Regions from separate parts of the Anas platyrhynchos genome. Here region 1 is linked to region 2. Evidence: chromatin contacts called from public Hi-C data. All regions are on one chromosome and are shown on one strand. Each heading gives the region's core, a stretch centred on a gene start, on an enhancer-like site or on the middle of the called end of the contact. The rest is flanking DNA. Distances are from core to core; before and after follow the strand shown.

The links. Hi-C and Micro-C count contacts between places; a contact is called where the count stands out from the background.
Region 1: a Hi-C map of subcutaneous adipose tissue shows a contact between it and region 2, with 2.1 times the contacts expected there. The contact joins the promoter of RNGTT here to the promoter of LYRM2 in region 2. A contact is called at or near these places in 2 of 8 Hi-C or Micro-C datasets (skeletal muscle and subcutaneous adipose tissue).

What each region holds. Positions count from the first base shown.
Region 1 is chr3:82,707,600-82,710,413 of IASCAAS_PekinDuck_T2T, reverse strand. It overlaps RNGTT (RNA guanylyltransferase and 5'-phosphatase), which reads right to left and starts at 1,277. Exons shown (of 16, transcript XM_027454920.3): 1 at 1,062-1,277. The coding sequence starts at 1,125. LOC106014820 (a long non-coding RNA gene) reads right to left here. Exons shown (of 3, transcript XR_011808465.1): 3 at 2,689-2,814.
Region 2 is chr3:82,414,090-82,416,926 of IASCAAS_PekinDuck_T2T, reverse strand. LYRM2 (LYR motif containing 2) reads right to left here and starts at 1,446. Exons shown (of 3, transcript XM_027454895.3): 1 at 1,289-1,446; 2 at 922-1,062. The coding sequence starts at 1,333. It overlaps MDN1 (midasin AAA ATPase 1), which reads right to left. Exons shown (of 102, transcript XM_038176089.2): 102 at 2,472-2,837.

The sequences.
Region 1 (2,814 bases), core at 28-2,527, 290 kb before region 2:
ATAAGACAAGAGGGGAATGATCAAACACTTGATGAATATCAGGTCCTCAGAAGCCAGACAAACCTTGCTGAGCAACATCACGACTATTATACCGTCTAATTGGAAGCCATGCACAGATGCGTACAGATTTGTTTGAAATGCTGATTAAAACTGGAATATAAAACATCTGGCAGACAATTTTAAAATTCATTCTTGTTGCTTATGCACCACTAAAATAGTAAGATGTGTTTGAATGTGCAGTAACAGAAGAGCAGAGAAGACTGATGGTATACTATGACTTTTGATTAAGTTGCACACACACAAAAAACACACTAAAAATTAAGTGAACTAATATAAGAATGTATTGTGATAAAGAAGCCAAAGAAATGAACTTTTTATGTGTGTGTGTGCAGTAATTCTTTGTGTACGACCACAGTGAGCAGGAAAGTTACCTCGCAGCTACTGAATGAGCAAAGACACAGGCAGTCACTGCACAGCAGATGCCATGCTGATGGACCACGTTCTGGCTTAATGGATGCCAAATTTTTGGAGCAGCCACGGCTTAAGAAACAAACAAAACCGACAACTCCTAGAGATCAAGAGCTTGCTGAGAAGAAAGGGAGTAAAGATTCGTTAGTCTATTTTTGTCACGGTCAAAGGTTGACAACTCACAGTACCATAATTATTACTAGATAGAAGGCAATACAGCGATCAGAGGAAAAAAAAGGGGGAGATAAGGGAGATAAGAAGATAACAGTGTTATTTAATAAAGCCGAGCTTGGAGAAATACGAAGAACTTGAGGGAAACCAGTGACACTAGATGAGGCACTAAAACGCTCATAAATCCCAAATAAAGCATGTTCCTGGCGAGACTGAGCCTACTGGGGGGTCCGACTGGGTTTGGGATAAGCCTACAAGCAGCTGTCAGCGGCAACAAGAAGGGCAGGTGCTGGGGCGGCAGGGCCGAGCTGTGAGGTCGCTGCCACCCCCTCCCCACGGCCTCCCCGAGGGGTCCGGGCCCTGTGGCGAGGCCGAGGGGCCGGGGGGGGGGGGGTCCCAAAAGGGCCGGGCCGGGCGCTCACCTGCCACGGGCTGCCCCCTCCTGGGGCAGTGGAGCCAGCGCGGCGGGATCTTGTTGTAGGACATGGCGGGGGCAGGGGGTCGGGGACGGGGATGGGGTCGGGGTTAGGGGGCGGTGGGTGCCGGGTGCCGGGTGCGGGCCCGCGGCGCTCAGCGGCGCCCCCGGCCCCGGGCCCGCGGCGCCTTCATTCAGAGCCGGCCCCGCCTCGGCCCCGGCGCCGCTTCCGCTTCCGGGGGTGGCCGTGAGGGGAGAGGGGGGAGCCGGTCCCGAGGGCCCCGCAGGGATCCCTCAGGGCTGGTCTGCCCGCTAAAGTTGTAATAAAAGCACGCCTCGGTCAGCTTTCACCCCACACGGGATAATAAAGAGATGTATCAGTCCGCCTTAACCCCAAAAATAACAATAAAATGACATATCACTCCCCCTTAACTCCAAAAATAATAGTAAAATACACATCAGTCTCCCTTAGCTTCAAAAATAATAGTAATAAAAAGGCATATCAGTCTCCACTTCAAAAATAATAATAAAAGACATACTGGTCACCCTTCACTCTGAAAATGATAATAAATAGACATACCAGTCTCGCTTAGTTCCAGAAATAATAATAAAAGACATAGTGGTCACCCCTAACTCTGAAAATGGTGATAAATAGACATACCGGCCTCCCTTAGCTCCAAAAATAATAATAAAAAGGCACACTGGGGCTGGAGGTTCCCTGTGGAGAGTGGGGGATGTGTTGCGCCCAGTGGCCAGCCCAGGGCTGCTTGGTCCACGAAAGAGACATGGCCAAGACAAGATCACCGACATGGCCAGGATCAGCCCCACAAAGGGGATGTGATAAACTGTCCCCAGCTCCTCCAGCAGGGCTGTGGGGACGGGGAGGAACAGCCTGCAGCGGCTCTCCTGGCAATGTGTGGGCACGGCTCGTGCAACACAAGCTGGAGCGCCAGCAAAGGCTGTCGTGTGTGCAGAAAGGCTTGCGTGGGCTTCAGGGGAGGCCGGGCATGTTGTTGGAAAGAAAAGGGAAATGAGGGTTGCCAAAGCAGGATGCACCAGGCCAGGAAATGTCCTGAGCTGCACGCAAATGGAGCATCGGGGAAACGGGAGGTGCCGCTGCACCAGGCCTTCAGGCACGGCCAGAAAGATCACGCCTGTGACTATGTGCACATAACAAGAGCTATGTTTCTGCACAAACACCAGCAAAACCTCCCCGTGGCCATAAAGCAGTCTGCTTACATCCTCAAACAAACAAACAAAAAGCCATTTAAGGTGGTTTCAGTGAAGCATAACTTATTTTCCATTAAATACATTTCAGTGCTTCATACATGTTTCCTGCTGCATTTTAGTACTCTAGATTTGATTAGATAGAGTTTCTTCCCTACAATATCCTCTCATTGAGGATAATTTACAAACTCTCCCTTGAGTTAAATCGAGTAATTGAGGTATCAGTGAATTAGTTTGTGTAGCAGTCACTATGTTCTCATGCTATGTTACAAGTTTCTGAATTTGTTATTAATATATATAACTATATATTAATCTTATAATTCTTGTCAGAATTGAAACAGCCTCGCTGCACTGAAAGACCATTGGTCTGAACTTTTGGGTAGACCTGTGCGGTGTCAAGAGTTGGACTTGATGATCCTTAAGGGTCCCTTCCAACTCAGGATATTCTATGATTCTATGACCATTTATTTCTATTATTTTCCTTAACAGTTCAACACACGTCCATTAAAACATTCCTGCGTGATGCTTGAAAT
Region 2 (2,837 bases), core at 197-2,696:
CAAAACTGAGGCTACTGAACAAACACATGCACACAGGTTTTACACAACTGCACATATTTTAACACACTGAAGTATACATAGCTTCTTACCAGCACTGTTGTGATCTATTTCTAGCATGTAAAGTAGCACTATAGTTACTGCCACGGTTAAAAAAAACACCAAGTAATTAATTTTATCCAATTCCTTAACAACGTGTTTGGGGGCTGGTTACATCTTTGCTTTAAAACTCAGATTTGGACTGGATTCAAACTCCTGGTAGTATTTTTTTTTTATGCCTGTGTCTACTGCCTTTACAGGTACATAGTGACAACTGCGTATTGGTGTTACGAAGACAGATGTTTAACAGAACAAGGAGATATTTCCATCAACATTATTTTCTAAGTATTGTTATGCTTTGTCTGCATAATTCACCCACCAGTTCCCTGAGCAGTGGTTAGAAAAAGAAACAAACTAGAAAGCAAAGGGCAAAAGACAGGAGAAATAGGAAGGTTTCTGCAATTCAGGCTCATATGTACAGAAATACAATTTCATTTTCTTTGGCTGAAATATAGATGAAACTAAAGATTAAAAAAATAAGCTCTAAAAAAGCCTGAGCGATAATGAAGTAAGATTAGTTATCATGCTATTCAATGCAATTTTTCTGTTTTAGGCAAGCAGGACTTGTTTGGCTTTTACCTTCTTAATCCCAGAACGTTACCTGGAAGTCAGAGCACTATTACCCCCGTGAAGAAACAGAAGGGATGATATTCAGAGATGCTGAAGTATTTCTCCACACAAATACCCCTTAAGAGAAATTAGTCACAGCTGACTCCTTACAAGCCTTGCTGTGACACTCCCAGAACAAAACCAGGTGGCCAAGCACAGCACGCATCGCTCCACAGGCAGTGTTTTTGGGATCGCCCATTTATTTCCCCTCCTCACCTCTTCCGTAGCATCCTTATTTCTTCTGAACTCCTCCCTGGCCCACTCCTGCAGGTAGCGGCGATCTGCCTCGGCGGGGACGTCCCGCAGGGCCCTGAGGATCCTCCTGTAGAGCTGCAGGACCTGCTGCCGCCTCAGGAACTGCAACACGGAGCCGTCAGCCCGCCGCCACGGCCCCGGCCCCGCCACCAGGAGCCGAGCTGCCAGCGGCTCCGTCCTGCCCGGGGAAATAACCGCAACGCCCCGCACCTCCCTCCATAACACGCCAAGCGCTGGTTCCCTGCTGCGTGCCCCGCCACCCAGCCCCGGGTGAGGAGAGAAATTCCCCCTCAGGCGCTGCCGTTTTGCCCGCGCCGCCCGCCCGCACCTGTTTAAGGGTGAGCGCCCCGGGAGGCAGCCGCCCGGCCGCCATCTTGTGCGGCTCCGCCTCCAGCGCCCTCAGCGCCCGGCCCGCCCCGCCGGGAGGGGCCCCGCGGCCGCCATTTGCTGCCGCCGGCCGGGGGCGGGCGAAAAGAGCGAAATCACTTAGGGGGCGGCTGCCTGAGGTAGCTTCGTGCTTGCTTGTACCGAGTTCAGTGCAAACCCTGTGCTAAGTACGGAGAAATAAAGATTTGACTGTACTCTGAGCATTGTTGATCAAAGTGTGGCTCAGGCTGCAGTCATCTGTGCAGAAGATAAGCCCTTGAGAAACTACAGCTTACAGTCAATGTCCTTGCCCTCTTCAAGAAAAGTGTGTGGTTTTTTATTATTATTTTTTATTATTTTTTTATTTTGTTTCCCTTCCCAGTATATTTTCCTCGAGTTCCCTACTACAACTACACAGGATACCCCTGAAGTGACAATACATTCCAGACAATTTCCTAATCATCTAAAAATACCTATTTCCACAGTTAAATTTCCCAAACCATTTGTACATTTGTATACATTACATATTTGTGTAAAAGAGACCTACATAACCTTGCAGGGATATTGTATACTACCTGACATTTAAATTCTGAGGGGACACCGCTCCCCTGATAAGTTTTCTGTTGTGAAATTTGCTCATTGTGTATTAGTGGGGCAAAGCTGTGGTACCAGTTGAAAAGGAAAGGTGAGAAAACTCCTGATCCATCTCATACCTCAGGGGCTTGGCACAGCTGCATCTCAAAACAGCAACCGTGATATTTTGGTTGAGATTTTTCTATCTGTACAGCAAAGAGAACAAATCACATCCTTGGTAACACATCCATGTTCCATCTATTTTCTGATCAACTCCTGCACCATGCTTTGGATTAGACACCTTCAATTTCTGTATATAAAAGATGTAGAGTAGACGTATTTAAACAAGTTTCCTGCACATTTTCACTGTCTAAACAGACCAGGGAGGAGTCAAAAGACAAGACCACCACCAAAGCTCCATGCTGACATATCCTCATAAGAGATGTTGAAGTTACATAAACCAGGATACATTTTCACATGAAAATGCAGATTTGTGCACTGCTAGAGAATGCTGCCTACTTCCATGTGGAAAATCCAGTTGAATAAATTAACAAAAAAGACAGACAGCATGATTACAAACAGTGGTACCTCTTTTTATTAGAACCGACTATATAAGATGCATAGCTTCTGCAATGAAAAATCATGTCCATGCTTTAAGACATCTCCTTAATGAAACATGTCCTCAATGTCTGCCTTGGACACTGGGGCAAACTTCACAGTGTAAACTGATAACACAGGGATTACTATATGGCATTATTCATCAAACTCCCTGATGATATTATCAGCCAAAAATCAGCAACAATTCAATTGAATGTGTTTAACTGCAGAACAGTTTCAAGTATTCAAGTACTTAATTTTTTTGGTTGCTTAAAACCATCTGCTTCACCCATTTCCTCCCTCACCCCTTCCCAAAGAGGTGGCCAACCATCCGGGTGAAG